Regions from separate parts of the Mus musculus genome. Here all the other regions are linked to region 4. The links are chromatin contacts, called in public promoter capture Hi-C maps. All regions are on one chromosome and are shown on one strand. Each heading gives the region's core, a stretch centred on a gene start, on an enhancer-like site or on the middle of the called end of the contact. The rest is flanking DNA. Distances are from core to core; before and after follow the strand shown.

Region 1 (5,817 bases), core at 2,950-5,449, 2.5 Mb before region 4:
TCTGAGACAAGGTCTCTCCTTAGACCATTAGGCCAGGTGAACACACAATGAGCTCCAGCAATCCTGTGGTCTCTGCCTCCTCAGCACTGGGGTTGGGAGCATGCACCATCACACCTGGCCTGCTCACTTGGGCCCTGGGGAACCAAGGTCAGCTTCCTGTGCTGGGTCAGCAAACACCTTACTGACTAAACATCTGCCTGGCCTTATCTTTCTTTATCACCGAGGAAGCCAATGTGTTGAGTGGTAAAGGAACTTCGCAGGTTTTCATAACTAGTTGGGAAGAGCCAGGCACAATGCTGACTACACAAGCTAGGACGTCCCTCCTGCTCTTCTACACTAGACAGACCACATGGGGGCAAAGTTGTCCATATTTGGTCATGACTGTGCTCTTTGCTGGCATGGTTAGAGCGTGAGGAAGGTTGCCTTCCTCATCTTGTTTTTGCCCTATCTAACCATCTGTAGTTGAATGGATTCTGAGCCCAGCTTAGTGAGTGTCCTGTGCTCTTCAGTCTGCATCAGTCACGTCATCTCCGAAGGGAGAGCCTGTGCCAAGGCACTGGGCTTGCGTGGGGGAGGTTTGTCACCCTTCCCAAGCCTTATGGTACGTGATAATGATGGTTTTCTGAAGGGCTATATACTGAGTTCTTAACAGGTAGAAGCCTGCAATAATCCTCAGCCTTGCAATCATCCTGTTTTTAAGCCCATTCTACAGATGGGATAGCTGGAGCTCAAGGAATAAGCCACCCAATGCAGTGAAGCTCGTAAGTGGTAGGGAGGTGGATTGAATTCTGCTTCTTCCCCCTGATGTTATGCTGGTCCCTGCTTAAAGATATCAGATAGAGCTTCTCTTCACCCAAGACCTCTCTAGACCTCTCCAGACTGTCCCCTCCGCCTCCCTCGGTGCATACATGACACCCTTATCTGGATTCCATCCATACTAGCCATGCAAGTCCTCCACAAACTCTTGCCCTTAGAGGTTTTGGCAGCAGAGTAGTTGGCATAACTGCCTTCCAGGTTGTGGTAACCTTCTGTGAAGGCAGGAATTTGGCATTGGCCAAATCTTAAAGGGTCCAGAGCTTGGTTCTGAAAGGGCTGCCTGGGTGTCTTTTCCCGAGTAGTAGGACCCGGAAACATGGCTTTTTCCTGGGACCATGCTCTTTTAAGAATTCGGACAACAGGATCTTGCAGATTCTTGTCTGAGGAAAACTTCCCAGAGATAAAGCAAGGAAGCCAGAAACCAGTATCAGCTGGAGATGCAGGGTTCAGAAATGCTTGGTAAGCAAGCAACAGGACGTCAACAGGAAATCTGACTGTGCTCTTGGGAAGGGAACCTGAGCCCATGGCTTACACTTACTCTATGCTGGTGAGTCAGTCATTCAAGAGAGGGTCCTGGCCTCTGGCATGCTGATCTCCTTGGCTTTTGAGTGTGGTGGCCAGAAAGGGGATCTGAAGTTTAGACCCCCACTACTCACATTCTCTTGCTGTTCAGGTCACCAATGCTCACTGAACCATAGAGGAAGCAGCTGTACAGAGGGCTATGTGCAGAGGACTACAGAGCAGATGGGACTCAGCTCAGTTGGTAGAATTCTTGCCTGCTGCACACCAGTCTCCAACATAAACCAGGTGATAGCACATGCCTTTAATCGCAGCTCTCAGGAGGTAAAGCCAGGAGGATCAGAAGTTCCGGTCACCTTTGGTTACATAGAGAGTTTGACCAGCATAGGCTTCATAAGAAATACTGATAATATTCTTCTAACTCTCACTTCTTGTTTTACTTCTGTTTTTACTTTTTGTTTTGTTTTGGATTGTTTTCAGGGGAGGGTTTTTTTGGTTTTTGTTTTTGTTTTTTTATTCAAGACAGGCTCTACATAGCCCTGGCTGTTGTGGAACTTGCTCTGTAGACCAGACTGACCTGAACTTACAGAAATCTACCTGCCTCTGCCTTCCAAGTTTGGGGAGGCTGGAAGTGAAGGCGTGTGCCACCACTGCCCTGCCTAAACCCTAACTTGTAGCGTCACACAACGCCCTTCTCATGGCACACTTACACCACTAACCTGAATGCTCTGCTACAAAGAACGTTGCTTGCATTCTCTGGGCGGCAAATGTGTCTTTCTCCTTGATCCTCACAAGCACTAAGGATCCTGATTGAGCACCAGGTGTTTGGAGTCAACTGCCACTGTTCTGTTAGACGGCTCTGAGAGTTTGGGGAGATTGGCTTTGTGAGGATAGGATGAAGTTTTGGCAAAAGCTTTAAGCAGACCTCGTGGGACTCACTCAGCTCTGGGAAGAAGCTGTGTGGAGAACCAGAACCACCCGAGAACAGAACACAGCCCCCAAGAGTGTAGCAAAACTTTCAGGGTTGAATAAGTCAGGAATGTAGATAGGCACGTGGTCCCTGGGCCACGTGTGAAGATGCTGGGAAATAGTTTCCTTGCGTGTTAGATTTCTCCATTAAGCTGTGGTGTCAAAGTTCCCACTGGCTTAGCACAGCTGCCCTGCTAAAAACACATCCAGAGGTGCTTAGCTGTCACCTAAAGGGCATTGTCACCTGGGGCCCAGGACTATCTTGGCAGGAGCCCAGCAGGTCTTCTGCCGGACAGTAGCACAGCAGTGTCCTCCGCTGGGCTCAGCTTGCCTCAGGTGGGCTTCACCGACTAGCACTACCGGCCACACCCACTTTACGTGAAGTATCAGGAAGAGCGGGGACCTTGAGCTCCCTCAGCTGAGAGATGGGGTCTGAACCCAGGGCTGCTGGCACTTTCACCACACACTGGGACCTTTGGTGCTGCTGCTGTTACTGGTAGAGGTGGTGGTGGTGGTGTGTGTGTCATGTTGTGCTAAGATAGGGTCTTGTGTAGACCAGGCTGACCTTTAATCTACTCTACAGCCAACAATGACCTTGAACTTTGGACCCTCTTACCTGTACCTCCCCAGTACTGAGATTGCAGGTGTTGGACGCCATGCCTGGTTTGTGCAGGGCTGAGGATAGAACTCTGGACTTCATAAAAAGCAAGCATCCTACCAAAGGAAGCAAACCCCAATCCCACTCTGTTTTGTTTGTTTTTAAGTACTAGCCACCCCACAGAGTCCCAGGATCAAAACCCATGGGACAGAGAGTCAGTTGGCTCCAGAAAACTATAAGCAGCTTTCCCAGACAGGTCATATTGCCCAAGGACAGAAATATTCGTAAAGGGAGACAGAGCAGAACTGAGAGTTGGGGAATCAATGGGGGAGAGGGATGAAGGGATTAAAGGATGAAAGGAGAGAGACAGCAAGGGAAGAATGAAGAAGGGAGAAAGAGAGAGAACGCAGGAGGGAGGGGAGGAGGGAGGGAGAGAGCGCCAGGAGGGGGCTCCCCTGCTTCACCAAGATTATGAAGAGGAGGCAGGCAGGGCTGCCCCAGCTCCCTCACCACCAGCCCCTGGAGCTCCCCAGCACCTCATAGCCCTTCTGAGTTCATTCTCTTCAACAGCCCTTGCTTGAAAAGTTGACAAATGAGACTATGTATTTACAGTGACTGACACAGACATTCAGTATGTTCAATTAAAACCGTCAGAACAGCAGCCGGTACCTGGAACTGACTGCCAGCCAGACTCTGGCAAGAGCATCACATTTACCTGCTCAAGCAAACTTGCAACACCCCCGAGGGAAGCACAGATCCACCCAGTCTGAAGATGGAACAGAGAATACCCAGAGCTGAGTGATGATGGTAATGGAGTGACCATCATCATTAGCCACCTTCTAAGCCTGTCCTTACCTCCCCCTCACCTCCAGGGCAACTTCAGACCCCTGGAGTCCACAGCTGGGAGAAGGTGCGAGTGGTGTCCAGGACAGGAACATGACTCACCTTCACAATGATATCCATGGCTTCATGGTTTTCCTTCTTGCTCGCTCCAAAGGACCTCACATTGAAGGAGCAGAGCCTTAGGGCCAGGGTGTCATGGAGGGCAAGGATGAAGAGCAGCAGGGAGGCCAGGCGTGGGGAAGCTGGGTGCAGGGACATCTTTGCACTCCTGGGACTTCAGGCTGGATGAAGACAGTGCCTGGCTCACTGACTTATAAAGCAGGCTGATAACAGGAATTACTGGATCCCTCTAGGTCACTTTCACTTCTCTGAGGAACTCACCATCACGCGTTTCAATCCCCAAGGAAATGAAGGTAATGGGTTAGCCATTAGAGAGGCCTCTGGTTTTCTTGTCCTCATGAGGAAAACGTCATGCTGCATTTACAAACCAGCCTCCTTAAAAGCCACTCATAATCTCAGTGGGCAGGGGTGGGGTGGGGTTAGCTCTGATCTCTAGGCATGTCTCCTGTGGTAGCCATGGGCCTCTCCCTGAGAGTTGATGAGCTTGGCAATGTTCACACAGAAGGAACTGGACTGGTGGAGCCACCTGCTGGGGGACAAAGACCTGGTGAACAGTCACCACTGGACACATCTATGCAGTGTCTCCTTAGCAGTCCCCGTGGGTGCATAAGGTCAGGTTTAGTTTGAATTCAGTGAAGCAAGGATACCTTGGCATCTGAGGAAGGTGAGGTGGAGATCCCAGGAGCAGAAGCGTCACAGGCTGAGGCCCTCAGAGGCAGCAGAGATAAAGAGCCAGCAGGAAAGTCCCAGGGTGGGCAGGGCTGGGTCGTGTGACCCAAACAGGTGTTTCCAGTGTCTGACGCAGCTGTGCGAAGCAATGTGTGAGCAGCCAGACAGCAATCCTGCGACATGCACACACTACTGTGTCATCACATCTCATCAGCAGCTTCAGGCTTGCGGTGAGAAGCACAAGCTAACGTTGTGTAATTCTAGCAAAACTCATGTGTGTAAACCAAAGCACCAGGGATGGGGTGGTGGAGCCGCACCCACGTTCCAGATCCTACAAAGCTGATTGGCTAATACCACCGCTCTGACTGAAAACTCAAATTCTCCTGCAGCCATCTTCAGCGCCCTTTAAAGGCCACCCATTGCCAACACCTGTGCTTGACCTCACATCCTGTGACAGTCAGGTAAACCCCTGTTGGAATACATGGGCAGAGCCCTAGCTCCCTCTAACCAGGAATCCAAGAATGTCATCAGGTGGCAACTAAGGCCAATAACATGGGTTTTTCTGCTTTGTTGAAGCCACCTACCTGGTATTCCCACCAATGTTTTCTTTTGTTTTGTTCCTATAAAAACATCCTGAAACTAGGGGCTGTAGAGATGGCTCAGAGCTTAAGAGCACCGAATGATCTTTCAGAGGGTGCCAATTCAACTCCCAGCACCCACATGGCCATTCATCATGGTCTGGAACTCTAGTTCAAGGGGTCCTCTTCTGGCCTCCACAGACACCAGGCATGCACAGGGTGCCAGACACCCATGCAGACAAAACACCCATACGCATAAACAAGCAAACAGAACCCCAAGATGTTATCGTGTAGAAACTCAGTATCTGGGAAGCCTAAATTTATGCTTCTAGGCCACCATCATTCATATCTGGTTCTCTTAGTCCCTATTCTCTCACAGTGGGAGCTGTATTCTTGTGGACCCCTTTGTACCAGCTGATGAAACAGGCTCTCAGTTTCAGCCCCACAGGACAGAGTATACGCAGGCTGTACTTGCACTGAAGAGAACCACCATAGGAAGAGAAGGCTCACGTGTCATGCTTTCAAAATTCTTTGAAATTTCCTTTTTCTCCTTCTCTTTTTCTGAAACAGGACCCCTAGCTCAGACTGACCTCAAACTCCGTATGTAGCCAAAAATAACGTTGAACTTCGGATTCTCCTGCCTTCACCTTCTGAGGGCCCCTGCTCCCCCTTCTTGTGCTTTGGGAGGTCAAACCCACAGCCCCA
Region 2 (5,865 bases), core at 1,707-4,206, 2.4 Mb before region 4:
GAGGCAAAGCCTCCCATTTTCTCATTCCTCATCAGTTTATGTGGCCCAGAACTGGAGACACAAGCCTGTTTGATTTAGAACAGCTCTGGTCTGAGAAGAGTTTCCCGAATTCAGCCTGTGTGACTTCAAATGCTAGACAGCCAGGCACAGAACATCTGTAGTCAGCCACTCCAGAAGCTCAGGCAGGAGGCTCGCTAGGTCTCTTAAGAGTTCAAGGCCAGAACTCCAATTAAAAAAAAAAAAAAAAAGGAAGGAAGAAAAGCCAAATGAATATTGAGGTTGTGTGAGGCTTGAAGCCCATCTGTCAGGAGGTTGGGCAAGGAACTCACTGAGTTAAGTAGGAAGAGATGAGCCCAGCAAAAGTGTTTGTCCTGAAGGGCTTCTGGAAAGAGCCAGAGGAAGGAAACCCTGACCCTGTCCCTGGCTTCCATCAGATGTTGCTCACTTTCAGTTTCCCTTTCCTGGTAAAGAAGACAGGCAAGTCACAAAGTCAAATCTCGTGCCGCGTGCAACTCCAGTCTTCGTTCCCACTCCTTTTCAGTCCCTTCCCTTCTCTTCCAGAGAGGAAAGCATTGCAATTCCCTTCTCTAGGAAAGGCTGTGCCGACGCCCTTGAAATAGCCTGCAGTTTGTTCTTAGCCAATGGCTCAGGCATCAGTGCAATTCAGGGCCCTCGATAGATAATCCTGCCTGAAGCTGTCCCAGTCTCCATGCCTCAGGTGAGGAAGCTGAAGCAAAGCGAAGCCAGGCTTCTGATTCCCCCTGGAGCTGCTGCAGACCTGAGGAGTAGCTCAGAACGAGCACCAGAGCCCTGACCCGCCTCAGCTTTGTGAAGGCAGCATATTGCCTAGTTCTTGGGTCAAACTTGATTTTTTTTCCTTTCTCATAGCAGTCCTCTTCCAAACCACTCCTTTCCACCTTCACCCACTCCATACGCATCTCCTGTTCCCCTTCCACAGTACTTTATCCATGTACTATTCACTAAGTACACTGTTGCTGTCTCCAAACACACCAGAAGAGGGCATCGGATCCCATTACTGATGGTTGTGAACTACCATGTGGTTGCTGAAAATTGAACTCAGGACCTCTGGAAGAGCAGTCAGTGCTCTTAACTGCTGAGCCATTTCTCCAGCCCATGATTGTATAATCTTATACTGGGGATTAAGTGCTTGTCTTTACATGGTATACGTCTGTGTGAAGCTCTCATTGCTTTCTTAAGTATAGCCCTCTTAGAGATAGAATCGCAGTCTCAAGGTGAGATGTGGTCAAGCCTTTCATATGCATTATTAAATCCCAGCACAACCACTCAGCTTATTACATGGTAGGTTCTCAGTAAATCAGTAAATACTCACTGAGTGACTTAATGCCTTCCATAAGGGTTAGGCCACTTTATATTCCCACCAACGAAATATGAACATGGCCTTGCCTTGATGGATCCCCACCATGACCAGAGTAATAATGCAGACTTTGTGTTTCTGTTCCTCTGACAATTAAATACTCCCTGTCCTTAAACAAAGCAATGGAGGAAAGGAGTGGAACCGTCCTAAAGTGACACATGGTTTGGCTTTAGTGGATTACTGCTCTAAAGCACATAGGAATAAAAATGAGATGCAAGAAGAGGTCTCATTGATTTAGGGCTAAATTAAGAAGATCCCCAGGTCTCCTCTGAGCATTGGCCCCTGAAGGCACTCTGGTGTCACTTGGCTCCTTGGGGTTGCCCAGCAATCTCTAAGCCTGAACTCTGAAGAGAATAACCGTCAAGAGCAATCTAGACCTTTGCTATGATGTCATCGCAGTGGTGATGGATGCACAAAGAAGCTTGGTTTCTATGAATAAAATAATAGAAATTCAGTGGAAACAAGCAGAAATAAATCTCTGTTCTGTGAATTGTCAGGATGGAATGCATATTGTTTGAGATTTTAAATATGTGCAAAGTTCCTTCCTGTCCAATTGCATTCCTATTACACATTCTACATGGCATTTACTTAGTTTTGCCAATGGAAGAGTGAGGTCTCAGGGTGTGTGTGGTGTGTGTGTGTGTGTGAGAAAGAGAGAGAGAGACTTATTCAAGATCACACAGACCCTCAACAGGGTCCTAGTCATCTGATCTAAGTTTAATTTCATTATTATCCTGGAAGGCTGTGGTCTTGGGTTAAGGTGAGCAGGGTAGATTTGGTACTGACAAGTTGATCATCAAGTTTGATAGTTCTGAGTTTGAGGTTCTTGGAGCCTGTTCTAGGACCGACCAAATATTCTCACCGTCTAAGAGATCTGAGTGTTCTTTGGTTTCAAAGACTTTAAAGCTCAACTGTGAGCTAGGACCAAGCATACAAGCAGGGAAATCTTTGCATCAGTTATTTTATTTTATTTTTCCACCTCTGTCTTAAAGCTTATTGTTTAAAGATTAGGAACTAAACCCCGTGGGATCCAGTTATGAGAGTGTGGCACCTAGGTTCTCCTGAAGATCCAGGTTTAAAACATGAATCCAGATTTGGTTTACAAAGTTTGGTCTATAAACTCAGACTGAGAAGCCACCCTGAAGTTGTTTTTTGTTATATCCTGAGTCCTAAGGTCCTTGGGCAGGAAAGTGTGATTAGGAGCAGTAGGGTCTCAAATCTACCAGCCTGAGTTTCTGAACGGTTCATCTGAAAAGCTCAGTTCTGTTAGAGTCCAGAGAAGCAGTGCGAGATGTGGTGGTAATGGTTTAGTTTTGTGCTCCTCGCCCGAGGCCAGGAGCTCACAGTACTGAGTATACGCTGCGGGGGCGAGGAGGCGCCAAGAGAGCAAGGGACATAATGCCTCTGACTGCAACCATGGGACGACGATAGCAGTCACCTACCCTGCCGTGAAGAACGGCGCTAGGACCCAGCGAGGTCGGGCAGACTGGTGTTGACAGCCGGCAGGCAGAGACGACCGGCGCTAGGACCCGCGGGCGGCGGCGGCGCGCGGGGCGCGGGGCGGTGCGCGTTGACAGCAGCGGCGGCGGGACGCGGCGGGTGGCGGGGCTCGGCGCCTCCGGTTCCTGCCCCGGCTTCAGAGGCAGCGGCGGCGGCGGCCCGGGATGGCCTTCATGGAGAAGCCGCCGGCTGGCAAGGTGCTGCTGGACGACACGGTGCCGCTGACAGCGGCCGTCGAGGCGAGCCAGAGTCTGCAGTCGCACACGGTGCGCGGCTGGGGCGGGAGGCCGGGGCCGAGGGCGGGGGCCGGGCGAAGGCCGGACGGCGGCGCGGCGCGGCAGGGCGCGGGCACCGGAGCCGGGCAGGTGTGTGAGCCCGCTGCCTCCCTCCTGCCGGGCCGCGGCCGGGGCGGCGTGCCCGCGCATCCCAGACCCCCTGGAGTGGCTTAGGGGAGCCCTCGGTGCTCGTAGTACGCACAGGCGAGTTCATTTCTGCCACATGCAGTCTTTTATGGGGCTTTAAAGCCACGCTTGCTTTCATTTGCCGGTACTTCCCCCCCTTTTTCCTTTTGGAAAGGTGCTCTATGTCTTGTAATTTACAAGCAGTAAACCCTAGGAACCAGTAAAAACCGGGGAGCTTGTAGCCTCTAGGACTTGATCGAGGAAATGATGAATGGGGTGGGGGTGGGATTGGGATTCCTGAGATTGTAATGTTTTGTCAGGCCAGCAAATCAGATTCCAGCCCAGAGTCTTGTTTATCAAGCAGTGTTTGGGGGTTCATCATCTGGAGGCTAAAGCCCCACAAAAGCCTTCTGTGTCTCTGTCTCTTTGTCTCGCCGTCTCTTTTTCCATCTCGCTGTCTCTGTCTCTTGTTTCTGACGTTCCCTGTGTGTTTATCTCTGTTTCTGTGTGTGTATGTTCAAATTCTTCGCTAGTCAAAGAGATCTTTCATTCTGATGTATTAAAGCAGGACTTTTTAGAGCCCTGTTACCTCTCCGACAGCCTTGCTTTGTAGGTCAGGATTGTTGAAAGCATTTATTCTCACTTAGAGAAATGACTGTCTTTTTTTAAAAAATGCACTTTTTCTCCCAATGGTAGGTAACATCCTAAGTCCTATTGTAGAAACTTATGAAAGGCACCAAAAATCTATGAGTTTGTTGCGCTTGTAATTTGTTGCAAAGTGAGTATTTAAGGCCATGTTTATGGAAGGTAATAATAATTCTTTCAAATTATGTTTTTTGACTGGATTACTGGCAAGTAAGTCTTATAACCTCATAGGGTGTTTTAGGTCTATTTAATACTAAAGAGATGGATGCTCAGAGACCACTTCCTCTAGAAAGCCTTCCTTCCTGCGTAGCTATTACCCTAGGCAGTATGGACACCAGGATGGTTCTGTAATTTCCTCTCTTCCAAGCTTTGACAGGAGGGTCTCTGTCTGATAGCATCTCATATGTGTCGATTGAACAGATCAGTGAATGGATTGCAACCTCACTGTGCCCCGTTTCCTGTTTGTGTAGAGATGGTTGTGAAAGTCGGAACAACCTGGCTTCTGCTAACAGGTCAGTGTGGAGGTGAGAGATGTAATGGGTTCCATAGTCACTCCAGAACTCGTCATTAAAACAAGTGTAAGGAATTTTAGGGCAAAAAATTGGCAGTTTTTATAATGATGAGTGAACAGAAAAGACAGTGACTCACAGGAGACCCAGAGAGGCAGACGTGGAATGAATACAGAGTGTCGTCTTGCGTAACATTTGACTGTTCTGTGCTCTTGCCGTTTTAGCTGTGACGTGGACGACTGAGGCATGTTGCCTCAGCCCTAAACTTTATTGAGAAAAAGCAGATACTGACACAAACTTCTTGGCCTGCTGATGAGTTACGAGTAGGTCCCTTGAAAACAGGAACAGTTGGAAATTATTTTGGAAAGAAGTAGTTATTGAAAGTGGTGTGTGGGCGAAGAGAAAGGCATTGCTCTCCTTTGGGTGGATGGAAGGTGGCTCTACAGTGTGTTGGCTGTGGAGATCTCAGAGGTCAAGATGCACCCTTCAAAATACTGCTTTCTAGAAAGTCACTCCTTGGCTATGGACAGAGACACATGGAGGGTATCTTGTGTTTTTTTTTTTTAAAAAGGAAGAAAGAGTCAGGATATGTTTGGTAGAAGTGTGGGCGGTTTGGTGTGGTGGAAGGGGGTGTCTCTGTGGGCCCCTGCTGAGGCACCCCTTTCCCCTGAGGTACCAGGCATATGACAGATATACTGTGGAATAGAGTTTATTTAGGGCATGAGGAGGGGAGTTGAGAAGGGAGTAGAGACAAAGAAAGGCAGAGAGAAAGGGAAGAGGAGGAGAAGGAGAGAGAAAATCGGAAAGGCTGTCCAGGAACACTTGTGTGTTGGGGAGGGGCGGGGGGGGGGGGAGGGAAATATGGGAGAGAGAGAGAAGAGGCAGGGAGAGAATGGGGAGAGAATAAGAGAGTAAGAGAGCCAGAGGGGCCAAACAGCCCTTTTATAGTAAGCAAGGCATTACCTGGCTGTTGCCAGGTAACTGGGGCAGAGCCTGGAAGGAATGCTAACATATATAGCAGTTGCCCTTTGGTTTGAAGAGTCAAGCTGACTATAGGTCTGGAAACATGTGTGTCAGTCACATGACTTTGGCCAAGTCACTGAAACTTTTTTCCTCTCTGTTTTGAGGTGTATGTATGTATCCAGTACTATGTATTTCTGTCTGGCCTGGAAATAATAGAGATTCCATCCAGGGTGTTTACCCAGCTCACTCAAAGTTTTATAAATTATATATGTATATATTATTATATGTATGTATGTATGTATGTATGTCATGTGTATGTAGAGGGTGCTTGCCTGCTACTGTGAATGTGTGGTAGTGAGAAGTCAGCTTTCTCCTTTTGCTAGGCCTGATCAGGTCCAATTCAGTTCATGCTTGTAGGCAAGTGCCTTAACTTCTTGCTGAGCCATCTTGC
Region 3 (5,993 bases), core at 351-2,850, 2.1 Mb before region 4:
TGTGGCAAGTACTATACTGACAGCTTTAAAACAGATGATCTCAACTCATCTACTAAATCTTTGTGCTTGGTAATATATTACTTCACCGATGATGAAACCGAGGCTCGAAGAGATAGCTGCACTCCCATGATTACTTGGAAGGAGTAAGGTTGGAGTCCAGGAAAGTAAGTAAGCTGACTCCCAATCAGCTGCCACGCCTTCTCAGAGTTGCTAGGGAACATAAATGGGGTGTGTGTGTGTGTGTGTGTGTGTGTGTGTGTGTTGCACTCACTCTGCATTTCAATGCCTGTACAAAGGGGTCCAGGACGAGTGTGTGCCCTAAAGACCTTTGTCTCACCACTGAGGACCCTGCAAAGCCATCCTTGAGGTTGGTATGCGGCCTCTGACTTCTGGCCAGGTGTTTCTAAGCTGGGATTCTAGGCAGAGGGGGCCACTGGAGACAGCAGTGGTACAGCTCGCCCAGCCGGTAGATGTATCCAAACTGCGGGACACAGGCAGCCCAGGATAGCTAAAACTGTGACCCAACACATGAAATCACAAAAATCATAAACTTAAAAACATTCAAAGGTTTTTGGTTTTTTTAAATGAATGGAAAGGTGGCTTAGTGGGTAAAGAACTGGCTTCACAGGTATGAAGGCCTAAGATCAGGTCCCCAGCATACGCGTCAGAGTCAGTCCAGGGATCTCTGACCTCAGCACTACCAGAAGATGTATGTGAGCAGAGACAAGCATGTCCTGGGGGTCTCAGAGCTGGGGAATTCCAAGTTCAATAAAACACCCTGTCTCAAAAAACAGAGATTGAGAAGCAAACAGCTGACATTACCTCTGACATCTATGCACACCTGTGCACACACATGTGCCACACATGCGCACACACACACACAGCTTTATTTATGTATTTATTTATAGTAACTTATTAGTGGTTATAATGTGTGGACTTTGTAGATGACACAGTTATGTCACAGTATCCAAAGGTTGGACACACCAATAGGGATAAGGTCTTGTCCTCTGTTCTCCCAGGTTTCCCTGCGTGATGTCCTCCTGGAGTTCTTGCTGGGGCCTTAGACAAGAGATACTGAACCATCTCTGAGGCTGGGATAGGTAGACACTGATGATAGCAAAGTGAGCCCAAACAAATTTTAGAGCCGACTCCCCAACCCCCCCCCCCCCCCCCAAAGCTGCAGATCCCTGGTACCTGCCACTCTCATCCTGTTGAAGTGAAGAATGGGTTGCGGTCAGGTCAGCGTTAACCTGTGCAGAAAAACAAAACAAAACAAAACAAAAAAACAAAACAATTGCAAACTGACCTCTAGGGTCTGAAGATGAGAGTGGGTGCTGGAACTATTCCTTTCACCTGCCCTGTGAGCAGAGGAGCCACTTTTGTCCCTTCTACCTCAACATCTCCAGGGATCCTGTATTTCACCTAATGACTCAGAGATTAGCAAGTAGATTTTCATAGTTGATTTACCTTCATTCCCTTTGTTATCATGGCAGCATTCTAGGCTCCACCCAACAGTTACCTAGCAACAGCCAGGTCGACCTGCTTGCTTTTCTTTGCTCTCTCTGACCCCTTTCTCACTCTCTCTCCTTCCCTCCCCCCTCTCTCCTTGCATTCATCTTCCCCCTCCTGCCCCCCTCCCCCATTCTTTTCCTGCCTACACTCTGACTCTAGTCCCTTCTCAACCTTGCTTCCCAAGCCCCAGATAAACTCTATTCTATACTAGCAGGCCTGGCAGGTACCTCAGAGGGGAGGGATGCCTCAGCACGGGCGCGCTACAAAACATACTGTTTTTATGAAACCTATCACCCTTCTCCGCTCTCTCTCTTCCTGCCTCCCTCCCTTTCTCCATCTCTTCCCCACTCCTGCCTGACTGTCCAGGGCTGTCAGCCACTCAAAGCACCAGTAAAAGGAAGTGACTTTTGTTGCTGTGTGGAGATAGTAGTAGGCAGGACAGGTGTTCCGCAGGCAAGCTTCTGCCAGGTGCCTTATGAATATCTCTTTTCATGGATCTGTAAGGACAACTCACTATGGTTAAGCCCAAGGCCATTCAGCAGGGAGAAGGAAGGGGACAGATTTGGACACACATCTGCTGCTACAGGGTCCCTGGGTCCCCTCAGGGTTTGACTTCTTGTACTTTTTGTTTCAGAGGAGAGCTGAAACCAGGATTTTCTCCCTTCTTGTGTCCCAGGCAGGGTCTGGGTCATTCTTTTAAGCCCTCAGTGTTGTCCTGAGGAGCTGAGCAGTTGCCAGAAATGTGCCAGCTTTGAGTCTCCTGGAGGCCAGCTGGTGCTTAGGAGAGGAGGGGGGGGGGGCTGGGTGGATGGAGCCTGGGGCAAGTGACCTTTCATTCCCTTCCTCCCCTCCCCCCTAATTTTTTTCTCCCAAGAATCTATCTTAACAGACATCCTTTCAACAGTCTCCAGTGTCCAACTGCCAAGGACTCGGGTAAGGCTGGAGACAGAACTACACACCCACAAGCCTGACTGCATCAGGTCAAGCCTTGCGGCTCTCTCTGTGTCTGTCTATACAGGAGGACTGAGGCTGGATCTACCCTCACTTTTAAACAATGGTAACATTGCTGATCCCTCCAGTGGGAAGACCTACTGTCATCACCTCCGGCAGGGCTCCAGAGTCAGGGATCTGAGCTGTTACCTTGTTGTGTGCCTGCTCCTTCCACCTATAACTCCCCTCAAGAAAGCTTTTACAAAAAAAAAAAAAAAAAAAAAAAGAAAAAGAAAAAAAAAAAAAAAGAAAAGAAAGCAAGCTTTTACAGACCCTTTAACTCCCCTGAGAGTCAAATGCCATTTTTTTCAGATATAAAATATATTGTCATGGCATGGGGGTCCTTGGAACGTGCCTTGTGGCTCAGAGGCTCCCCCAGATGAGAACTAAAGGACATCCTGGCCCCGCCCTCCTCCCGCCACTACTGTGTAGTATGGGGGCAGCCAGGGTAGACGGTCAGAGCTGGGATAGGACAGACATGGGCAGTAACAGAGTGTGCAAAAAAAGCAGACCTGAGCCAGGGCTGAGGAAGGAAAAATTAAGAATGAAACAGAAGCAGAGGTGGAGGGTAACGGGCAGGGGTTTGAGGGAGGAGGAGATGAAGAGTGAGGAGTCTTGGTGGATACTCAGACACCTGAAAATCAGGCAACATTATTTAGGGGAGGAGAGAGGGCCAGGGCACACAGAAGACTCTGGCTGGGTAGCCAAGCTTGGAAGGATCTGGTTTCAGGGTTGGGGTGGAGAGCAGCACACAGTACTGTCTTGGCCATGGGTTCTCCAGCCTGAAATCCTACCTGCTTGAGTTCTTGGCTACCACCTGACACCCAAAGAGCTCCCTGACCTCCAGAGTCCCCAATGAGCTCATCTTGGTGGCCAAGTGGGTGCTATGGGGTCTGAGCTTAGGGCTGGCATGCTTCTGGGGTGGGGGTAGGAAAAAAAGCACCAGGAGTAGGTGACATGTGTGGGGAAGGAGAGTTCTCTCTGCAGCCATCAATATGTGAGAAAAGCTTCCTTGTCACAACTGGTCATTAGGGTTGCAAAGTTTCAGGGGAGAGGTCTCCTCGTTCTAGATGCAGCCAGGCCTAGTGGCCTAGGGCACTGATATAACTGCAGAGCAGTGCTCATCCAATTGTAGCATTTTCTACAATACACAACAGGTAGAGAGGGTGTGGGGGAGGGAATAAAGGGAGGGTTGTGAGGAGGCCCCCAGCTGCTGTGAGCTGTGCTCTCCTGCCCTGACCAGAGAGCCACTCAAGCCCTCCCTGTCCTTGGCCTGTCCCTCCCCCACTCTCTAATGATTTCTGTCTCCAGATCAGCTTACAAGCTCTGACATTTTCTTCTCCCCAGCTAGCTTTGTGACTGTAGGTCCAGGACCACATAAGCATTGAGGAATGCTCAACAAATATTCAGGGATGGGATGAATTGAATCCGGCGCAGTCTCACTTCAGCGAGGCCAAGTCATTTCTAAGGCCACACAACAAACTGTGGACTTTATTCCTGGAGCATTTGCTGAACATCAAAGCCAGGCTGAGCACCAGGCACACCAGGCACAGGGGAATGACTGTGACAAGTTACACTTTGGAACACTCCTGGAACTTGCATTAACTAAGTCCTTGGTCTGCACACTAAGAGTCTATCTCTGGAGCAATCTTAGTTTGTAAGACTCCTAGTAAAAAACCCACTTTCTCTGGGAAGACTTCTCTGGCCCTGGAAGTCAAGGTTAAACATGTCCATGTGGTCCTGAATAGAGGCACATTCATCATGTTACCTTAACCTGACACATGGGGCTGACAACCAGCCTTCTTGGTGTTTGTGGTTGCTTTTGAAGTTAGCATATGACCCAGGCAAGACCAATCAATCAGATGCTTTACTGATACGGAGAGACACTGGCTAAGATCTCTCCCTGGATCTGCTTCTGTTAAGTCTGGGGTCAATTCCATGTATCCTTTCCCAACAGGGAGGGACATGACCTGCCAGAGGGGGCTGGGCAGTATGTGAAGGGCTGATCATGGAAGAATCAAACAGTGATGAATGCGCTCTACTGAGAAAGATGCCACGTCTGGGGGTCAGGCAGACTGGCTTGCTGCTTGTAAGGTTGTGTAGGGGGTCTTAATTCTCTTTTTGAAAAAGAGGTGATACTATCTACCTGTTGTGGAAGGGGTCAGGCCGCAGGTCACCCTTTATAGAAGGGCTGTGGGCTTGAGACCACCCTGCCATCTTGCATACAGGGCTCAGTGTCCCTACTCTAAGTTTGGGCTCCTTCTTGGTATCATTCCCATAGGGATGTTTAGTCTTTCTGTGGGATCACAGTATCACCACAGCATCTCTGCCTGCTGCCTGTGACATCTCCTTGCCTTTTCTTTCTTCCACAGTGTTAGGCATTAAATGTAGGACATTGAACATGCCGGACATGCTTTGATACAGAGCTCCATCTCCCACCACTCCAGTCTTCATCGAGGCATTTCATAAAGGCCCTACAGGATCCAGAATGTCTGTTTGTTTCCTGGAGCTCTGTGACTTTCAGCTCAACCATGACCTGCCCAGAGGCAAGGTAGCCAGTGAAAGGAGCCACTCTCCCTAGGCTGGGGACAGACTGTCAAAGAGGGAGGGTCAGAGCATCTCATCAGCATCTCTAGTGACGTGAAAACTTCATTGGCTAAGTTCCAACTCTTGGACCTTCCCTGTCTTCACGAAGTCCCCTCCATCAACACCCTTGATCTGCTTTGTGGATGGTCTTGAGCTTTGGGCCACCTTCTCTGCGACTGCAGCCTCTCTGTCTGGCCGTTACGCTCGTATCTGGGTATAGGCACCAGGCACGTGTGGTATATGGTGTATATCCTCTGGTGTACAGAGAATGAAGAAAGGGGCTTTCTATAAACTGGCCTTCTCCGTGCACCAAACCAGCTCCTTCCCTTTTATTATGAATCATGTTCCCAGAGGACACACCTGGACTTTAGAATCCACCTGGCTTCTGAAAATTTAAGCCCTGTTTATTTCCACATCATTCTTGGACATTTCACAGACTGTAAGTGTTATCACTGGGGCTGGAGAGATGGCTCAGTGTTTAAGAGGACCAACTGCTCTTCCAAAGGTCCTGAGTTCAAATCCCAGCAACCACATGGTGGCTCACAACCATCTGTAACAAGATCTGATGCCCTCTTCTGGAGTGTCTGAAGACAGCTACAGTGTACTCACACATATACATAAAATAAATCATTTTTTTTTTAAAGTACCTTTAGAAGTGTTATCACCAAAGGCTGCAGATCACTGTCTGTCCTTCCAGGAGCTTCTATTTGTCACCCATCACTGTGACATGGGAGGAGGGGGATGGGGGGGGGGATGTTCATTGCTAAGGATGAATACTTTGGTGTTTGTATGGGGGGGAGGGGTAGGTGCAACTGGGAGAACAAGCCTGGAGCAAGCTCCCAAATCCCAGAAAAATCTCATCTTGAGACCAAAGTCTCTCTTTGAGATCAGGAGTAAAGATCACT
Region 4 (5,328 bases), core at 1,624-4,123:
ACTCCCCAAGGTTGCTATGGAAGATTTAACAGACATTACTTAAAGAAAGCATCCCATGTTCAAAAAGTGCTGGGAAGAAATGAGATCAGCTGACCACGTGGGTTTCTTCTTATAGAACTTATGGAAGGTTTGTTGCATTAAAATCCACTTACAACTGCAGAGTATAACCTGTAGTATTTCTCTAACCAGATCACTCTCTCAATAGCTCTCTCAATGTCTCTCTCTCAATGTTTCTCTCTCTCTCCCCCAGCCCCTGCCTTGTATCTCTGTGTCTGTCTGTCTGTCTGTCTGTGTCTGTCTGTCTGTCGCTCTCATGCATGTGTGTGTTTGTGTGGAAGTATACATACATATTCTTGCATGTGGAACTTGGAAGTAAACCTCAGCTGGCATTTCTCAGGTGCCAACAACTTTTTTTGAGGCAAGGTCTCTGACCAGCAAGGGGTTTGATAAGTAGGCTTGGTCAGATTGCTAGGAATCCAGGTCTCTACCTCCACAATACTAAGATTTTAAATTGTATGACACTACACTGGGCTTTTTAATGTGGGTTTTGGGAGTTTGTAGTTAGGTCCTTAACCAAAGAATTGTTTGGGCAGAGGAAATCAAGTGATTACTTTCTGCTGAATACTCAATATGACTTGCAAGTCTCTTTTTTAGTTTATAGTGCATAGGTTTTTCTGTTGTTGTTTTGTTTTTTTTTAAGTAATCATTTGGAATCAAAAGCAAAAAACAACACAATCACCACTATTAAATAGGCTAACAATTTCCAAAAAATATATGCAAAAAAAATCTCCAATTTCAAAGCACTCTGAAGTAGTCTCTTTCTGCACACACACACACACACACACACACACACACATACACAGAGTCATCTTTTTATTTTAATTCTCTAAACAAAAATTTCAGGCTAGATTCACTTTGTATTTTATAAGTAGTACCTTTTCTCTTTATTGAATATACCCATTGCACACTAGCCTGTAGACATGTCTATAAATAACATAGGGACTTTATAATTATAATATATATGATAAATAAAACATAGAAGAGAAACTTGATAAGTAAAATCCACAGTCAATACTGTAAAAAAAAATCACACATCCACAACCTCCATGCTGTCCTGCCAACAGACCATGAACTTCATCAGCTGTCTCTTTTGTCCCTTGTGGCTTCTTCCCTCCTTTATACACCACTCTTGCCCTTTATGTCCTAGAACACACGCCAAAGCCTAACAACCCATGGACGGAAAAGACAGTATCTTTAAAGTGAGATAAGGGACGATGCTTAGCATCTGTCTTATCCAGGTCAAAAGTCCCTGTCATAACCTATTGCAGAAAGAGACTAATGCTGGCTGTTTCCTAGGTCTGTAAGGAAATGGGTTCTTGGATAGGCAAGCACAGCCAGGTAGTAGCAATGTTCTTTAAATACCACCATGAAATTGCTTCTAAGGGGGCAGCATGGTTGATGGATGCTCAACTAGCATTTCATTTCATTCTTATGACATCGAGACAAGGTAGCTTCTATTCTCCTATTTGTGACTATATGATGTCCCCAAAGTGAAATGAATTTATCAAGTTCCAAATTTCCTGAGTGCGAGGCTCTCAGACTCACAGCAGAATCTACTCAAGGACAAGGTGGAAATTCTTCAGCACCCTTGCCCACTTTAGCTCACATGAGGCTGCACTCCGGGATGGTAACTCATTTGCACAGAGCTCTTGAATGACAGAGAAGGGAGGATAAAGACAGTTAAACTTATGGGGCCTTGAGAAAAGAACCTTACCTAGGATGAGTCAGAAGCCTTTCCCAGCAGAGAAGCAAGAATTCCAGCATAATTATCTACTGCCTAAAGAAGGCTCTTCCACTCCCCAGCTGTAAACGTGCAATTTTCTAGGAACCTCGCCAGAACCTGCTAAACAGGAGAAGGGCTGTACTAAAGCCCTCGTGTGCTACTGCACTGTTGCCTTCTCTAGCATAAGCACAGATAACAAACACACTTCCAGAGCCGCCCTCCAATCACACTCATCAAGATAGAGAGAAAAGAGAAAAGTGTTCCTTAATTATTACAAAATACTTAAGTGTGTGTGAGTGTGTGCATGTGAGTGCATCCCTGCAGCCCTGGAGGCCAGAAGAGGACATTGGATTGTCCGGAGCTAGAGCTACAGGTGGTCATCATTCCACTGATGAAAGAGAAGGCAAGTAAACTCAGATCTAAAAGCAGTACTAAATGCTCCTTAGCACTAAGTCATCTCTCCAGCCTTCAAGAAAAGGTTTCGAAGTGATCTCCTCAGACATAATTTTGGGCCACAAAAGTGGTATATGAAAATATCTTTAATGCAATCATCAACTCCTTCCCATCCTGGCTAGTCCTAAAACTCTTTTTCCATGTAGAAGCAACAAATTCTGATTGGGTCTGAAGTGAGGTCCCTAAGAGACAGAGTAAATTCTTAAGGCTGTTAAAGGTGACAGTGCAGGGCTGTACCTCCACTGGCTCAACACTGATAACAAAAAACGTGGCCACATTTCACTGGGAAACCACCAGGGGAAGTCCCAAGAACATCTGTGGCCATGCCACCCCGGGGTTTGGCTTCCTCTGCAGTAGTATGTATGCATCGTTGCGGTTTGAATTTCTGCTGAGGAGCACGTGTGCTTTTCTGTCTCTAGAGCCCGAACAAAGCCCCAGCACGAGCAGAGAAAGGAGAATTATAACTGCAAAAAAGGTCTGCCTCCAACACTGCTGTCCATCCCAGCAGCCTCCAGAGTGGACTTTTGTACTTTAGGAATTAGGGGTACCTGTGTTTTCCAAGCAGAGGACTGATCCACAGGAAGAGGAGGAAGCAGATACGACTGGTAGGCAGCCCTCTGCTGTGAGTCTCAGGAAGTGAGATCAAAGATCAGCTGCAGTTAAAGGCTGGAGTGAAGGGTGGGGGGGCGGGGCGAAACCGCTCTCGCGGAGGATTCTGACCTTTCTCTACAGATAAAGGCAGAGGCTCACATTTCCTGGTAATCCACTGTGTGCATATTTACGTTCCTGAGCTTTTCATTATGTTGTTCAATGTCCTAAGTAAACAATGATGCTATGCAGGAAGGAGCAAGCTGAGTGAGGAGGTTAAGGATCACACACACACACACACACACACACACACACACAGAGCCTCTTCCTGCTCTTCAGCTGTCTGCTGAGGCACTTTGCCTCTGGTGTGCAAACCAACAAGAGAAATGACTTCAGCAACTTAAGCTTTTGATTGAGCTCAGAAATCTTTAGCTCTGCCTTTCCCTCCCCTACATCTCTACCACAGACCCAAATCATCATGGCCAAATTGACTAAAACAAGAAATGTATTAAAGCAAGCCTTTTGATTCATGTGTACAGGCTGCCTCCCCCTAAGCAGGGGTTCAATAGGTCAGAATTGGAAGTGAGGAAGACACACATGGCTTTTATAGATCACAGGTAGAGGGTTTCCAAAATGGGGAATTTGGCAGGCAAAACAGGCTAGGTTCCATGAGCAGAACATACACAGGACAAGGTAGTGTCTCCTAAAACAAAGCTGTGGGGGCAACTCGGGCATTACAAAGTGGTCATGCCAAGGTAGCTATAACAACCCTTTTGAACAAAGGTAGTTTATAATAAACAACTTCTGAAACAAAGATATGGTTGCCATTCCTGAAACACAGAGAACAGAACCATTTGTAGTTAAGGGTACAGGTCAGGCACGGCCCCAATTCTTGAGACATAAGTTTAAATCATAAACATGAATAAACCTAGTTTTCTTTAATATAAGATGGCTTTTAAGACAAATATGGAAACAGGCTGGTTCTTCACTACTCTAGCTTTGCCCTCACTGATTTGCAGCAGGGCCCAGAAAAACTACTGGGGCTAAAAGGTTTGTATGGTCGGTTTGGGAGAACTAAAGCTTTAGAAACCACTTCCAATCTCCAGTTCCCAGGTAACACAAGACAGGTAAACATCGGCTTTGGAATTCACAGTCTCACATGGAAAAGTGACGGTATCTTTGTTCTAAGTTCTTTCTCTAGCTTTGGGTAGAGAGACCCGACCTTCCAGGCTATCCTAAAGGAGACTAGAGGGATCATTACCCCATCAGTGAGACACTGTGCCTGTCCTTCCTAGAAATTGTTCCCACTGAGGGGACACTGCTGCCCGTGTGGAGGGAGAGCACATGGCATCGCTGGGCTGCTTTCTGACTCAGACAAGTGTAACTTACTGTCTTTTATTTTTGTACTGATACTGGACAAAGGTTAAGAATGGCTTCCCTTGCTCTCTGGGTTTTCCACTCTCCCTCTGAAGCCACCTCTCCTTTTGCCATTTAGCTGCCTGTGCATTTCCATTACAATGATGTGCTTCCATCTCCCTGGTCCTTATGGCTGCTGGGGTGTATCTCTTGCAAATCTTACCTAGCCTGCATTGTTCTCTAAATTCTAATAAAGTTGTTCTCAAGCTTCCCTTTGAGTTCATCTCTAACTTCTCTTATTAATGGGGCTTTGACTGAAAAGAACTTCAGCCTCCGTAATAACAAGCTTAAGCTTGTATCATCTAAATGTCACACATGGCAACTGGGCTTGTTCCGCTGCAGGTTGTCAGCCATAGTTGAAGAAGATGAGCTAGAGCATGGATAAGCTCTATGATCTCCTCCTAGTACCCCCAGCAACACAGACTTGGGAAGATGGCAATGTAAGAACTGAGAAGAGCCCAGGCTTGGACAGCAGTTTAGTGGACCACACCATGATCCTCTTTGAATCCAGGGGCTTCAGTAAGTATGTGGGGCTGCAGACTTAAACCGCAACATCCCAATCATGGGCTTAAAGCAAAGCTTTACTGTTGATCCATACGAAGAGTGACTTTGCTCAGTTCTTTTCATTCCTTCCACCTCAGACCCCCTCCTCTCAGGTAATACCTTGTGTCTCTCTGCATTCTTCCTTCCTTTTCACCCTGTGTTCCCGTATTCATGTGTTTTGTGTCAACAGTGAGTATAAAATTCCTGAGGATAGGGAGACTTACCTGTCTCCTTGCCATCATGATAGCTCCAAGAGGATCATTTGAATTAAGAACAAAGAAATGAGAGGACAAATGGGGGGACTCATTCTGCCAAGCAATTTACATCTTAGTATATTAGAAATGGCAGTGAGCGATAGGTGTTAGAGTAAGAAAGCTCTATAGGAATTGCTGGAGCCAGTAGGCAGCAGGCTAGTTTGGCAGTGACTATGGGTCATGTGTATACACTGACATAGACCAGCAAGGAGAATGTTCTAGGCATAGTCAGGTCTAGGTGTAGCACATGCTGACATCGGGAATCTGAGGTGTGGGCTGAGGTCCAGCTGC
Region 5 (5,569 bases), core at 1,865-4,364, 2.3 Mb before region 4:
TTCATCTTATGAATTAGAAGCCTGGTCTCTGTCTCATATAGGAACTTTAAAATGGTTTACACACAGTCTGGTCAATAGAGGTTAAGCCAAATGTGCAGGTATGCAGTAAATAACCAGCCCCTCAGAGTGAGAAGAAAAAGTACATTTTTGACTATCTTTCCTGTCTCTAAATCATTAGTACGTTATACATATGCTGTATCTAAGCCTCACTAGATGCCCCTGATGCCTTATATGCAGAGAGTTCATGTCAGCTTTCTAGTGTTCAAAAGAGATGTAGGGTTACCTGGGTTATTATCACGAATGGCCGATTTAATAAGTCCTTTTGCATCCTCGGAATTCCAGGGGCTGACCACTTTTAAACCTGGGCAGTGCCCATACCATGCAGCAAAGCATTGCGAGTGCTGAGCAGCTACACCTGCTGAGGCGCCATTGGGCCCCCTGAATACTATGGGCACAGGCTGAAGGCCAGCGGACATATAGTAAGTCTTGGCAGCTGAGTTTATAACCTGGTCAATAGCTTGCATAGAGAAATTGAAGGTCATAAATTCACAGATGGGCCGCAACCCAGCCTGTCAAATGGAAAACATCAATGTTAAAAAGACTAAGTAGAACAAGGAAGAGTGGTGAATAACCAAGCAGTCTACTCTCCCGACATACAAGCAGCATGGTTTGGGGGTATTTTTTTTTTTCTTTTTTCCTTTTTCTTTTGGTTTTTTGGAAACCGGTTTCCTTGTATAACTCTGGTCATCCTGGAACTCACTTTGTGGACCAAGCTGGACTTGAACTCAGAGATCTGCCTGACTTTTTTTTTCCGAGACAGGGTTTCTCTGTGCAGCTCTGGCTGTCCTGGAACTCACTCTGTAGACCAGGCTGGCCTCGAACTTAGGAATCTGCCTGCCTCTGCCTCCCAAGAGCTGGGATTAAAGGTGTGTGCCACCACGCCTGGCAAATGTACTTGCTGTCTTTTTTCTTTCTTTCCTTTTTTAAAAGATTTATTTATACGTAAGTACACTGTAGCTGTCCCAGAAGAGAGCGTCAGACCCCATTATGGGTGGTTGTGAGCCACCATGTGGGTGCTGGGATTTGAACTCAGGACCTTTGGAAGAGCAGTCAGTGCTTTTATCTGCTGAGCCATCTCACCAGCCCTGCCTGACTTTTGAGTGCTGGGAGTAAAGGCAAACACCACAACACACAGAGCAAACAATATTTTCAAAAGTTATTAAAGGAAACCTCCTTGGATTAGCTCCATAAATATTACATACCATAGCTGCACCAACAGCAATTCCAGCAAAGCCCATCTGTAAAGCAAACACCAGCCTAAGAAAAAGTCCATAGAAATTAAAATTGAATACTTGACCAGCCCCCCCAAAGCTTGTCCAGAGAGTGCACCTCTGAGATGGGGGTGTCGATGATCCTCTTGTCACCGTATTTCTTCCACAGGCCTCTGCTAACCTACAATTAAGATTTAACCACATCACTTCCAAGTGGTTGTCAGGGCAAATGGCTACTTTTAAATTTTACATAAAGTTTATCTATTTCAGTTACCTTGTATGCACCGTCATACTGGGCAACTTCTTCCCCAAGCAGAAAAACTTTTTCATCTCTTTCTAGTTCTTCATCCATACCTTGATTAATAGCTTCACGAACTGTCAACTGTCACAAGTATATAAACAGAAAACATGCTACAGGATTATTCAGGAGACTATGGAAACCCCCTTCCTTATACTTACCTACACTGCCCACAACATAACACATAAATTTAACACTCATGCAGGCAGCCCACATTCCAAGAATCTGAGGAGGCAAGGTGGCCAAGCCTGCTGAGTTTCATCTCCAGTTTCCTACATGGCGGAAGGAGGAAACGGATCCCCTGCACATTGACCACAATGTGCATGCTCACACACATAGAACGTAACAAGTACCACTTATGCCAACTAATCTTCACTAGGCGTCAGTGACAAGCTTACAGAACACTTCTGCTCTACTGCTTCATATGCACGGGCAAGAAAACTGAGCGATTGCTAAACCAGCTCCCAGGCAGTTTCCTACGGAGGAAGCATGCCAGGCTGTTTTACCAATACACTTGAAGTACTAAGACTTAGAGAACTAGCAAGGAAGGTCTAACTATGGATACTAACTACGACTAAGTATTAAGCGTTCACTAGTGCACAACACTTGACATCCACAATGCAGGTGCTGCTATGCTACTACAGTAATGTAGACTGATAAAATCCTTCTAGATATATATATGCCAAAAAAAGCATGTATCTGCAAGCCAATGTTCTCAGCACCGTAACAAATTCAAAAGATAGAAACAAACCACCCTTAAATGAATGTATAAATAAAACGTACAAAGGATATGATTCAACGTTCCAAAGGAACAAATTCTGATGAATGTATTCTACAATGTGGATGAACCTTTTTAAATAAGCCAGACACAAAAGAACAAAAGATTCAACTTATATGACGCTCTAAAACAAGAACTCAAAAAGAGCCAGAAAAGTACAATACAACAGCGGCCGAAAGAGTGTGAATTATTATCGTGTAAAGTTCTGGAAGTTGACAGTGTAGACCGTGAATTCATTCGATGCCACATTTGAACACATAAGATTTCAAAGCTACATTTTACCACAACTCCAGGGTGGGGATTAAAAGTCAGGAAAGCAGGTGGTTGTCTGTTCGACTGCCACCGGCCTCGAAGGGATGGTTACCAATATGAATGGCACCGGGCGAGGACAGAGGCAGCGCGAATCATCCGCAGGACGCGGCCGCTGTCAGGGTCCAAGATGCCACCTGGCCCTGGGGCAGACACGACCCCGATCTCTCAGGCCTGCTCCCGGGCCCCAGGGCTCCCTCCCGGCCTTGCCCGACGTCGGGACCGGTTACCTGCACCGCTGCGGGCGCCGAGCGGTGAAAACGCCTCTTCAGCAGCCCGGAAGCCTGGAAGGGAGAGAAAAAAGGGTTCAGAAAGGGCACAGGGCCTACAGTGGACGCGCTAGGGGCCGCTACCTACCTGCCGCAAGGGTCCCCGCACCAGACCAGCCACCACCGCCATCTTGCCCGTGTCCTCTACTAGCTGCCGAATGACAACACAGAAGCGCCGCAGAGCCCGTCTGACGCAGCCAATAGTAGGGCGTGACACCTTTACGTCCCACCTCTGTTCGGCAAAGCCAATAGAATGGTAACTGAGAGTCCCGTCTTCCTGAGGAAGCCAATAGCAAGGCGCTATTTCATAGGCCCCGCCCCCAGGCTTTGGCAGAGCGCGCCCTCTGGGCCCCGCCTCTGCATGCGTAGCCAACGGCTAGTTTCGACGCCTGCGAGCCCCGCCCACCTAGCGAGTCGCGGTCCAGCAGAGGTGACGTGAGGCTGCTGTTCCTCTCTGACCCGGTGCACTGGAGATAACTTTGCAGACCGCTTGCAGAGGCTGTCATGCACCTAACACGCCCTACACTCAGACTTGACTGCTGACTGCTCACGTGCTGGGACTGAGTCAGTGCAGCCTGATCCGACCGAGGCTGCTAGGACCGTAAAGCCACCCCTTTGCGGGCACTGAAGGACTTTGAGCAACGTGTGAATCTTGCACACACAACAGTGGAGGGTGAACCTACCATTATATGAAGGGCGCTGTAAATTGAATGTGAACAATAGCTTTCATGTAGGCACTAAGCGTCCACTGTGTGCCAAGTACTGTGATGTGTGCTTGATAAGTGCTTTTAGGTGGTTTCTGTTTGTATTATCTCCATCCAGGCGAGAAGAGGTGAGGAGGTTGTTCTGATCTTGCTGAATTTAGATGGCATACCGGGACTGGAGAAGCCTGAAACATAGCTTTAGCAGGACAAGAGACAGTTGAGAATAGATACTTAGATGTGGCCTTTATATTCTGCATTCAGTCTCATCGACTGTAAAAGGACACTGAGGTATGGGATCACCTCCTTCCAAACCTCCCTCATTGCTGCCATCAGGTGGTCACCATGTGAGATATATCAAATATGAGTCTTTCTTTTTTTTTTTTTTTTTTTTTAAGATTTATTTATTATTATATGTAAGTACACTGTAGCTGTCTTCAGATATACCAGAAGAGGGCATCAGATCTCGTTACGGATGGTTATGAGCCACCATGTGGTTGCTGGGATTTGAACTCTGGACCTTTGGAAGAGCAGTCGGGTGCTCTTACCCACTGAGCCATCTCACCAGCCCCAATATGAGTCTTTCTATCAAAAATTATATAAACTTGTGTTTGGGACAAGGACTTCAAATCCCCTCTCCTGCCTTGAAAAACTTTAATGTAAGTGGTTTTGGTTTTTGTTTTTCCTCACAAGGAAGTGTTTTTATGTGTAGTCCTGGGTGTCTTGGAACTCTCTCTGTAGACTAGGCTGGCCTTGAATTTACAGAGATCCACCTGCTACTGCCTTCTGAGTGCTGGGATTAAAGGTTTATGCTACCACCAACCAGTCCATAGTTTTTCTTCTTACCACTATTTTTCTATGGCTTAAATGTTCCAAATTCTATTTACTAGCAACTTAAATATTGCATTCACTACATTGGCTTTAGTGTTCTCATCTATTCAAACTATGAAGTTTGCTTACATCAGAGTCCCCTAACTTCAGAGTATATGTGAACAAAGACACTCTTTCATGTAACCAAAGGACATTCTGGAAATTGATGTAGACCAGGCTGGCTTTGAACTCAGAGATCTGTCTGCCTCTGCCTCCTACTAGTGCTGGGATTAAAGGAATGGACCACCACACCTAGCTTTGAGCAAAAGTTTGAATCTTTTGATTGTAAATGGAAGAAAATATCTAATAAAAAAGTTGAAAAAAAAGTTTGAATCTTCCTTAAGCATAATTTATGCAAAGGCCCACTGCTTTGTTCTTGGAATTCAACACCTGGGGCAATGGGCCTTCCTTTCACTCCTTTCCTCTTCCTCTTGCATTTCCTGATTGCTGAGTCATCTAAGGATAGCCATTGCATCAGACTGTGATTTCAGACTCGTGCCAACTCGGAAAAGAAACAATCACCGCCTGAGTTAGAATGAAGATGAAACGCACTCCCAGTCTCCCTGTGTATTCCCTCTTTCTGAGAACTCCCTCTTGATCAGGAGTAAAGTTCACCTTGTCCAGACACTTCAAATGAAGTGCTGGTCTCTTTCGTTGTGTCCCCAAACTTATTTCTGACAACTTCAAGCTTCCAGTTACCTCCAGCAATGGAGGAAACAGCCAGTGCTTGGAATCCTTCTAGTTCCAGCTGGGTCTAGTCCTTTTTGATAGGGAACAGAAAGGGACATTTTGTGTTCTATATCATAAAGACACACTTGATTGCTCTAATATAAAAGAGAATCCGCCTGTCCATATTAATAGCTTAGTACATATACACTGTATTAAGTCTCAAGCCCAGGACAAGTCTCATTTAATACCTATGACTCCTCTGAACACTTCTCACCCCACCTCCTATCCTAAACCTCTCCCTACCATTTGCTGGGCTTCCTGTCCCCAGCCTGATCCCTATATAATACAGCCATTTGGGCTACATGAGTCTCTTATTCCCAGGTCCTTTCTTGTTCTTCCTCCCC

What was found. Promoter capture Hi-C pulls out the DNA fragments that hold promoters and counts their contacts.
Region 1: a promoter capture Hi-C map of pre-B cells shows a contact between it and region 4, with 4 times the contacts expected there. The contact joins the promoter of Dnase1l3 here to the promoter of Fhit in region 4. A contact is called at or near these places in 1 of 39 promoter capture datasets (pre-B cells), 1 of 115 datasets of contacts at active chromatin or transcription factors (thymic regulatory T cells) and 1 of 9 other capture datasets (pancreatic islet).
Region 2: a promoter capture Hi-C map of pre-B cells shows a contact between it and region 4, with 3 times the contacts expected there. The contact joins the promoter of Pxk here to the promoter of Fhit in region 4. A contact is called at or near these places in 3 of 39 promoter capture datasets (the C10 cell line and pre-B cells), 1 of 484 Hi-C or Micro-C datasets (CD4 T cells) and 1 of 115 datasets of contacts at active chromatin or transcription factors (large pre-B cells).
Region 3: a promoter capture Hi-C map of hippocampal neurons shows a contact between it and region 4, with 3 times the contacts expected there. The contact joins the promoter of 2610318M16Rik here to the promoter of Fhit in region 4. A contact is called at or near these places in 2 of 39 promoter capture datasets (embryonic stem cells and hippocampal neurons), 1 of 115 datasets of contacts at active chromatin or transcription factors (embryonic stem cells) and 1 of 9 other capture datasets (embryonic stem cells).
Region 5: a contact with region 4 is called in a promoter capture Hi-C map of pre-B cells, with 3 times the contacts expected there. The contact joins the promoter of Pdhb here to the promoter of Fhit in region 4.

What each region holds. Positions count from the first base shown.
Region 1 is chr14:7,989,983-7,995,799 of GRCm38.p6, forward strand. It overlaps Dnase1l3 (deoxyribonuclease 1-like 3), which reads right to left and starts at 4,200. Exons shown (of 8, transcript NM_007870.3): 1 at 3,848-4,200. The coding sequence starts at 4,003.
Region 2 is chr14:8,095,255-8,101,119 of GRCm38.p6, forward strand. It overlaps Pxk (PX domain containing serine/threonine kinase), which reads left to right and starts at 2,957. Exons shown (of 18, transcript NM_145458.4): 1 at 2,957-3,162. The coding sequence starts at 3,061.
Region 3 is chr14:8,365,840-8,371,832 of GRCm38.p6, forward strand. It overlaps 2610318M16Rik (RIKEN cDNA 2610318M16 gene), which reads left to right and starts at 1,601. Exons shown (of 4, transcript NR_151471.1): 1 at 1,601-1,735; 2 at 1,879-1,980; 3 at 2,402-2,445; 4 at 4,875-5,380. It overlaps Oit1 (oncoprotein induced transcript 1), which reads right to left. Exons shown (of 10, transcript NM_146050.2): 2 at 1,195-1,250. The coding sequence starts at 1,207.
Region 4 is chr14:10,450,585-10,455,912 of GRCm38.p6, forward strand. It overlaps Fhit (fragile histidine triad gene), which reads right to left and starts at 2,874. Exons shown (of 7, transcript NM_001308286.1): 1 at 2,785-2,874.
Region 5 is chr14:8,169,878-8,175,446 of GRCm38.p6, forward strand. It overlaps Pdhb (pyruvate dehydrogenase (lipoamide) beta), which reads right to left and starts at 3,115. Exons shown (of 10, transcript NM_024221.3): 1 at 3,014-3,115; 2 at 2,887-2,940; 3 at 1,546-1,653; 4 at 1,390-1,452; 5 at 1,263-1,298; 6 at 284-569. The coding sequence starts at 3,055.